3 separate regions of the Mus musculus genome follow, and all the other regions are linked to region 3. The links are chromatin contacts, called in public HiChIP or PLAC-seq and promoter capture Hi-C maps. All regions are on one chromosome and are shown on one strand. Each heading gives the region's core, a stretch centred on a gene start, on an enhancer-like site or on the middle of the called end of the contact. The rest is flanking DNA. Distances are from core to core; before and after follow the strand shown.

Region 1 (2,700 bases), core at 152-2,651, 330 kb after region 3:
TTTTGTCTGAAGTTGGGTATTCCTCAACTGCTGGGCAGAAGGGCGTCCTCAACTGTGGGCTACAGGCTAGCTGTAGAAGTTACCTGAGGTAGGTGTAGAGCAGTAGTAGGCAGAGGGTAGTAGAGCCTGGGTGTTTCTTGGTACTGGGGACTGGTCACTTTCCTTTGCCCTCTGAGCATCCAATAAGGGAATCCTCCAAGGTGACAAAGAGGCCTGGGGGTGATAGAATTGTTGGAAAAAGTCATCTCTTTGTTTGGGTGACACTGGCCTTCTAGGACCTTTCTCTGTCTGATTTGCCTGGTGTGAATTGCAGAGCTCAGCTGGAGACATCTGGCGAATCCATTTCTTTTTCCTCCAGGCTGCTTAGGGACTTGGCCCATAACTACTCGGCAAGTCACTTCTGGTTATAGAGTCATCAGTGACCACAGGAGCACGTTCTCCAGACATAGCTCTGTGCTGGCAGCCTGTCCCCAAGATGATGGCTTCAATTAAAACAAATCCAGAAAGGCAGACTTAAGTCACTGCAGATGCTTAAGTCACAGAAAAGCACACCCACTTTTCTGATGCCATTAGGAGCCCCAGCAACCTCCCTTTACATCTAATAGTAGCTCAGGCCTCGAGAAGACTGAGTCAGAGAGCTGTGCGCTCTGCATGTACCCCAGTGCGTAGGTCCCTCTTCAAGGGAGTGAAGAAATGGAATGGGGGTTGGGTACTGTGAGCTTATGAAATTTGGCAGAAAAGGGCTGGAGTCTCAGGGTCCAGGGAGGTGGCTGTTGCCCTCCTTGCCTCCTGCTTTAGAATACTGCTGGCCGGGGCATGGGGGCTGGCTGGATGTTTACCCCACTCCATCACACTCGTCAGGGAGCTAGGTAGCTCTCTGTGCTTTGAGTGCCTGCCCTTGGCCCCTCCTATGATTCTCTTGCTGGAGTAGTGCAGCTCTTGTCCAGAATCTCTTGTCCCTGACTCCAGCTCAATCTCTGAGCCCCTGCTGGAAGGGGAGAGGAAGTGGGTACGAGGAGCAAAACTGAGCTCCGTTTCCCAGGCTTGGCAGAGAAGACTGGATTCTGGGTCAGTGAGAGCCACAGTGAGTCTGCCTATCCATGGGTTTCATCTCCACCCCTGCACTGCCCCAGCCAGTCATGGGCTTGGGGAAAAGTGTGGGTGTTTGAAGGGGCTGCTGTGTTTCCTATGTCTGGATTTTCTACTCTTAGCTCCTGGACCTTTGATGGAGCTCTGATTTGTTTCCTTTTGATGGGATTGCAGTTTTGGGGGTGTTGGGAGGGGCTGTGCTGAAACAGTGAGATAAACAGTAATGCAGAGGTGGCAGCAGCATGGGTCGGGTGGGGCTGACCAGGCAGCCGCTGTCTGGGCAGGCTGGGTGGAGGAGGACTCCTGCCCAGCACACTGGCCAGCTGGCTTGTGTTAAAGGACTGGCTGAAAATAGCTCTCATTGTCTGGGAGCTGCTACTGCAGCAGGGCTGGCTGTGGCTGCCAAGGGGCTGATGCCTCCTACCTTTTGAGCTTTCATCCTTTGGTAGCAGTGCCCAGCCCACCACAGCTGTGCCCATTGCCTACCAATGGGGCCACGATGAAGGCTGGCTGGGCTGTTCCAAACACTGCCCTATTGATGCCTGGTCATGGGCCTTCATGCCTTGCCTTGCCAGCTTTGTCACTGGCATTGGGGACGACTTAGTTGGTGAGATGGGGATCCCATTAGGCATATAGGCTGGGAGCATTGTCAGGTCCTCCTGCAGCAAACTCCTCAGCTTCCAAGCTTCTGCTGCTTCACCATGTCCCACCTCTGCTCATCTGTCCACGTGTTCTTGGACAGATGCCAGGGAGGCCTTGGTGGCTCCTGCATCTAGGGGCACAGCAGCATGTTGAGTAGCACATGGTACCCAGGAAAGCACTTGGGGTACCTACACGGAAGCTCCAGACTCAGCTATCCAGGAATCTCCACCCCATAGCCAAGCATAGGGCCTGGAGTGTCCAGCTTAGAAAACTATGTGGCTCTGCAAGAGAAGACGTTAAGATCACTGACTCTGTTCTTGCTAAGAGTAGATACCATTTGTAGCTGTCCCCAATGCTCTTTTCCAAGTGAGGTCTCTGATGCTTCCAGTGTCTCTCTAGGAACTACACCATTTTGTGTCCGTTGCTAGATCTGTCACGATCTGCTAGGACCAGGAGAAGCAATGAAGCAGAGAATTATGGGTGCTTCCTATTTTCTGTATGTTGGGTTTCCCCCAGGCTTGGCTTACAAAGACCGGCAGAGTAGTGGTGAGTCCAGAGTGGGCACACAGCTTTTAGGAAACGTCAGGCACATGGCATTTCCCTTTTCTTGTAGTGGGAGAGAAACAAGGGAGGGCTAAATGGACTTGGGGGTGTAAGGCAGACAGGGGAAGGGAACCTCAGCAGAACCCCTCCTCCTTCCCAGCTTCTCTGAGGTGGACAGGGATGGGGTCGGGGGCAGTAAGGAGACCTTGTGGAGGACTAGGACCACTTATTTACATAGGCCCCCACGTGAGGAGAGCAAGCAGCTTTGCTGGAGAAGCATCAGAGCCTCGCCTCTCAGCTTCTTCCACCATTGTCACCCTTTGATATGCAGCATCTTGCTGGTTACTCTGACTTCCAGATTAGTATCCAGAGCTGCTTTCAGTTTGGTTTCAGCTTCCCCTTCTCTTATCTCCTATTGTGACCGTC
Region 2 (2,700 bases), core at 40-2,539, 350 kb after region 3:
GCTGCACTTTGTGGAGAAGGCTGCAGCAGGTGAGGGTGCCCTCTTCAAGACGATCCCAGGAAGCTGAACAGGAGGAACACCCGGTCCATTTCTGGCTTTTGCTATCTTCTTTCTCACTACTAAATCTATGAGCAGGGGCAACCCCAAAGAGAGTGAGCCTTCCATGTGCTCAAGTAGGATCAGGTTTCCCTTAGCCTGGCCCAGAGAGTGTAGTTCTCTAATCATGTCTGTGATGTGATTAGAAAACCTGTAAAGCCCCCTACAGACAGATACACAGTACTACTGTTTCTGTCCTGCCCGGGTGGTGGGGGGGGTGGGGGGACGGGGACAGGACGGGGGACGGGGACTAGCTGTCTCTGGTTTTCCTTCCTTTGCTACCTTGTTCTTTGGGCCCATGAACTCTCTCCATTCCCTCCTACTGCCCGAGAGAGCCCAGCCTGCTTGACACAGACTTCTCTACATGTACATCCCTGAAGTCTATGCCAAGGGGACATGGTGGGACAAATGTGCTGTAGGCCTGGGTAAGCCTCAGCCAGGCTCTTGGTAAACAGTGTCCCTGGAGAACGTGCTGCTAGACGTGAAAGAGCTGGGCCGGGGAATGGAGCTGATTCGGCGGGAATGCAGCATTCATGACAACAGCGTCCTTCGAAACTTCCTTAGTACCAATGAAGGCAAACTGGACAAGCTCCAGCGTGATGCCAAGACTGCCGAGGTGAGTGAGGAACTGGGGTGGGGGGGAAACAAACATCTAAAGCCAGCACAGTGGCCACTTGAGGTAGGCATCCAACTCTTGGCCAGCAGTGTGGGCAGGTGAGGGGGTAGTAACAAGGGACTTTAAAGATAGCAGATATCCATGTCTGAAGCTATGACTTAGGAGGGGCTTGGGTAACTGGCTTTCCTCTCCTGGCAGCAGGCTTTGCTTTCTGTGGGCCTCCTCCCCACTGGGATGACCCCTCTGTCTGCCCTTTACTTACTCAGGAGGCCTACAATGCAGTTGTGCGCTACTTTGGTGAGAGTCCCAAGACCACACCTCCTTCTGTGTTTTTCCCAGTATTTGTCCGATTCATTCGTTCTTACAAGGTAAGTTGAAGAAACGTTTCAGGAGTTATGCTGGTAGAAGATGATTAGTCAAGAGCGAGCCTGGGCTTCAAGTCTGAGACTTTTCCAGTTCCTAAGGTCTAGGGAAGGAACCATGGAAGCTGGCGACAGGCCTCTAAACTGTGGACTGGTGGGCAGGGTGGGGGCCCAGGCCCTTCCTTTCATTGTTCAGAGCAGGAAGTACCCCTCCAGAGAGTGGCCACCTGGGGTTAGCTGGTCCCACTGCCACCCACCCTTCATGCTTAGTGTCAGGCCCTCCCTTCCAGCCTGTGAAAACCTCAAGCTCCTTCCCCTCTCTTGGTCCTATCTAAGGAAGCAGAACAAGAGAATGAAGCTCGCAAGAAACAAGAGGAGGTAATGCGGGAGAAGCAGCTGGCTCAGGAAGCCAAGAAGCTGGATGCCAAGGTGGGTGGGACCAAGAGCTGGTCTGGAAGACAGGACAGAGAATTGAGGATTCAGGGAGCAGGGAGCAAGGAGCAAGGAAGGACATGGAGAACCAAGACACACACACACACACACACACACTCTCTGTGTCTGTCTCCCTCCCTCCCTTGGAGTGGCTGACAGCGTGAGTCTAGAGGGAGGGGTAGACACCGATGGACAGGACACAGGGTTACTCTCAGCAGGGTCATCTTCAGCCTACATCTTGGGACAGGAACCAGTTGCTTTTGGGTTAGTGATGACTTCCTTCCCCTTGTAATATCTGGCTTAGACTCCATCCCAGCGGAACAAATGGCAACAGCAGGAGCTAATTGCAGAGCTGAGGCGGCGCCAAGCTAAGGAACACCGGCCTGTTTACGAGGGGAAGGATGGTACCATTGAGGACATCATCACAGGTGGGACGTTTGTCCACTGGGCCCAATTCCCAGAGCCTGACCTAATTCCCTTTGGTCCTGCTTCCTAGTCTGTTTTCCCATAAGACCTGATCACTGTCTCTCCTGGGCCGTAGTGTTGAAGAGTGTCCCTTTCACGGCACGTACTGCCAAGCGGGGCTCACGTTTCTTCTGTGATGCAGCCCACCATGACGAGTCAAACTGTTAGCCTGACAGGTACTGGGCACTCTAGCTGCCCTCTCTGCATGCCTTGGAGTCATCTTCTGGTAGCATCCTCCCAGTGATGGAGACACAGACTTTGCATGCTGCATGCTCTGAGAAACACAGCTTATCCCTGCATGGGTCCTCCCACTAATACTGTCCTAGCTACTAAGATCCAAGGGTTAAGGTGTCTCTGGGCCAGGGTTAGGAGCTAGGCCAGAGCAGGCAAGACCTAATGCTTTGGATGACTGAGGCTCCAGTCATAGACCCAAAGTATCTTGCTTGGGTCCTGGTCTCCCCTAAGAGTTCTAGTAGCTCCTACTCAGGGATAGATGTCCCTAACCTCTGCTTCTTGACATCTAGTTTGGCTTAATATTTTCCTGGGTGGCCTTTAGTTTCCTATGCTACCCTCTGAGAATCGTTCCAGCAGTTTTTCTAGCTGGCTCTCAAGCCTTCCTCTAAGAGCTTCCCTGACCTTTTCATGGCTGACTTCTTCCTCAGGTGCTGTCTTGCTCGGTGTCCCTGCCTAGTCACTGTTCATGCGCTTGTTTTCCCCACAGGCTTTAAC
Region 3 (2,700 bases), core at 12-2,511:
AGGTGGCTTGAACGAGGGACCATCCAAGATGACAGTCATTAAAACATAGAGGCTTGGAGGGGGGGGTCAGCTCGGGTCGAGAGAATGGTCTGCAAGCTTCCCAGACTATGGGGGACCCCAGATACAGCCACTAGAGTGAAGGAGGGAAGTCCCTGATGCACCCACAGGCAGGCATGGGAGTTCCCTCCAGATGTGAGGTCACTCTGGGACAGGAATATCTACCCCAGCCAAGATCAAACTCCCCATAATGGGCTGAACCAGGGGTCAGGGGCTCTTCTCTTGATCAAGGGTATCCCCAGGAACAGGCTGTCACCTCAGGAGCTAAACCAGGGCCACCTCTCCGGAGGTGGGCACATCTGGGGAGGGGCCCTGCCTGTATCCTCACCTTCTGTGTCTCCAGTTCTCAAACAAGCACAGGCATAGGCGCAGGCTGTGTGTGTATGTGTGTGTGTGTGTGTGTGTGTGTGTGTGTGTGTGTGTTTGGGAGAGGATGGTAGGCTGCCTGAGGTGGATGTAGGAATGGGGGGGGGGGGCGCGGTTCCCTATGACAGCCAGTTATCCCCGCCCCGAACGCACCCCCTCCAGTCCAGCTTCTCGTCGCAGTCATATTCCCGGCTCGGCCCCCCGCCCCCTCCCCATCCGCCGAGCCTCCCCAGAAGCTGGAGAAAGCTACAGTGGAGGAGAGTCTCGGCTTTGGGGCACCAGGAAGCCCGGGGCCCAAGGCAGCGGGGTCGGAAACCCACCTGAGGGGGCTGGGGAAAGCCGGCCGCCGCTGCAGGTCCTGGGGCGCGAGGCGGTCCGTGGGCTCAGCGCCGCGCGGCGGAGGGGCTCATGGCCCGGAGCCCGAGCCGCCGGCTGCCGCGGCACCCGCGTAGAGCCCTGCAGGGAGCGGCCCGCTCGGCCAGCTCGGCTCAGCTCGGTCCGCCGCCCGCGCGCGCTTGCTCGCTCGGCTTGGTCCGCCCGGGGCTCGGCGCGCTGGCGCTGCGCGGTGCTCTCAGCCCCGGGATCTGCAGGGATCCATCGTCCGGCCGGGAGGCGGCGGGAGGGGAGGAGGAGGGGAAAGGGTGCGCGTGCGCGCCTACGAGTGTCTGCGAGGGTGTCTCTGGGCCGGTGTGCGCGGGGGGCCCCCGGCCCGGGAGCGGAACCGAGGGCTCCCCCCGCTGGCTCGCCTCCTCCCGCCGCTCTCAGCAGAGCTGCCTCGTTCGGATCCCGGAGCCGGCTCCGCTCTCTGCTTGCGAGGCCCTGTGGCTTGTGTGTGTGTGCGCGTGTGTGTGCGTGTGTGACTATGGGGTGTGTGTGTGTGCACGCGCACGTGTGCGCGCAGGAAGGAGGGTGTCTGCCCCCAGCGTCCCCCTCCCCACGTTGTCTCCTTCGGATCGAAGCTCCTGCTTCTTGCTGCTGCTGCTTCCTCTGATGGCACATGCACACGTGTACACACACACACACACACACACACACACACTCCGAGTCACAGTCACACTTGACTGATTCAAGCATTTGCCTGTGTGGAGATACAGGCACATTCAGACCGGAGTCTTACCTTGCCACTCAGCCATCCACACATCACATACACCTACACATCCCTGAAGCCTGACCCTCACACGAGCACTTACCTGTTTGTACACATTCACTCACCTGCTCTTATTCCTGCTTCCCACCTTCATGTGACCCACACACATGCACATATATAAATACCCTTGGCCACCCAGACCCCATTTGTATATCAGTGGATTTCTTAAGCAGCCCGTGTGCAAGTGCCTCATTGGCAGATCTATAAAGCAGAGAGGAACAGAGAGAAGAAAAGAGACATGGCCAGAAGTGAGGGCAGATGGGGCAGAAGTAGGGAAAAAGAAAAAGATACAAAATGAAGGCTGCAAGGAGGAGTGTGTTCTGGGATGGACCAGAAATCTGAGTCCTGAAACCTGGAGGCTGCTCCTGTAGCTGTCACCTCTCTCCTTCCCTCCCTCTTTCTTTCTCCGAGGCCTTGGGGGGGGGGCCCTCCCTATCCAATTAGCAGAGAAGGAGCAATCAAGGGGAAGTTGTTAATTTGCTGATGCTCATTAGGAGCTCTTAACACAGAGGCTGTTGAGGTCTGATGGTGTCAGATGATGGTGTGGTGTGTGTGTGTGTGTGTGTGTGTGTGTGTGTGTGTGTGATGCAAGATCAGAATTATATCCATTGCAGCTCCTTTGCTCCACTTACAGGCTGGTGAAGCTCTGAGAGAAGGAAGGTGAGAAGCAGGTCTCAGGGACATGGTTCTGGGTTTGAGTTTGAGGAATGAACCTGACATAGAGGGAAGAAGCTGATGAGAATTTGTGAGGGGTTGGGAGTAAGAGGTACCCTAGAAACCAGTGAAGATGTCTCTCCAGGGATAGGGGTTTAGGTCTGGTGAGAGATTGAGGTCCATTCAGCAGGACCCAGAGCGCCAAGCTGCCAAAATAAAGATAGTATCTCGCCTTCCGGCTGGGGAGCTGTCCAACGGCACAAGCGCTGCTGGTGGGCTGCCATGCCCCTGGGCAGCCACCAGGTGACAGCACTCTCTCGGATACTTAAACTCCACTTAAAGGGCAATGGGGGAGGCGGCCTGTGAAACTAGGAATTACTCTAGGAGGGTCGCAAACGGGGTTTAAGTGATGATTCTAGCCCTGGGTCTAGTCTGGTTCCAGGCTCTCCAATGTCCTCGGGGGAGGGGAGGACCAT

Evidence for each region. Promoter capture Hi-C pulls out the DNA fragments that hold promoters and counts their contacts. HiChIP or PLAC-seq counts read pairs in DNA pulled down with a chosen protein or histone mark.
Region 1: a contact with region 3 is called in an H3K27ac HiChIP or PLAC-seq map of stem cell-derived neural progenitor cells, with 3 times the contacts expected there. The contact joins the enhancer-like site here to the promoter of Asic1 in region 3. A contact is called at or near these places in 5 of 39 promoter capture datasets (the 3T3-L1 cell line, 3T3-L1-derived adipocytes, hippocampal neurons and 1 more) and 2 of 115 datasets of contacts at active chromatin or transcription factors (pancreatic cancer cells and stem cell-derived neural progenitor cells).
Region 2: a contact with region 3 is called in a promoter capture Hi-C map of liver, with 2.1 times the contacts expected there. The contact joins the enhancer-like site here to the promoter of Asic1 in region 3. A contact is called at or near these places in 8 of 39 promoter capture datasets (the 3T3-L1 cell line, 3T3-L1-derived adipocytes, hippocampal neurons and 3 more), 1 of 15 datasets of contacts at CTCF or cohesin (the NIH/3T3 cell line), 2 of 484 Hi-C or Micro-C datasets (embryonic stem cells and pro-B cells) and 3 of 115 datasets of contacts at active chromatin or transcription factors (embryonic stem cells, memory CD8 T cells and pancreatic cancer cells).

The regions. Positions count from the first base shown.
Region 1 is chr15:99,342,387-99,345,086 of GRCm38.p6, reverse strand. All of the region lies in intron 1 of Fmnl3 (formin-like 3), which reads left to right. Among named protein-coding and RNA genes, the nearest start is that of Gm22951, 24 kb to the left of the region's middle. Within about 2 kb of position 1,401, at least 168 of the 459 cell types and tissues checked have an H3K27ac peak or open chromatin away from gene starts, as enhancers often do. A contact at or near this core is called in 3T3-L1-derived adipocytes, pancreatic cancer cells and stem cell-derived neural progenitor cells, where this site is marked.
Region 2 is chr15:99,318,365-99,321,064 of GRCm38.p6, reverse strand. It overlaps Fmnl3 (formin-like 3), which reads left to right. Exons shown (of 27, transcript NM_011711.2): 21 at 1-29; 22 at 552-712; 23 at 979-1,080; 24 at 1,411-1,503; 25 at 1,811-1,934; 26 at 2,048-2,147; 27 at 2,693-2,700. The coding sequence ends at 2,139. Among named protein-coding and RNA genes, the nearest start is that of Prpf40b, 24 kb to the right of the region's middle. Within about 2 kb of position 1,289, at least 22 of the 459 cell types and tissues checked have an H3K27ac peak or open chromatin away from gene starts, as enhancers often do. A contact at or near this core is called in liver, where this site is marked.
Region 3 is chr15:99,668,938-99,671,637 of GRCm38.p6, reverse strand. Asic1 (acid-sensing (proton-gated) ion channel 1) reads right to left here and starts at 1,261. Exons shown (of 12, transcript NM_009597.2): 1 at 744-1,261. Gm34880 (a long non-coding RNA gene) reads left to right here and starts at 1,782. Exons shown (of 4, transcript XR_875662.3): 1 at 1,782-2,230.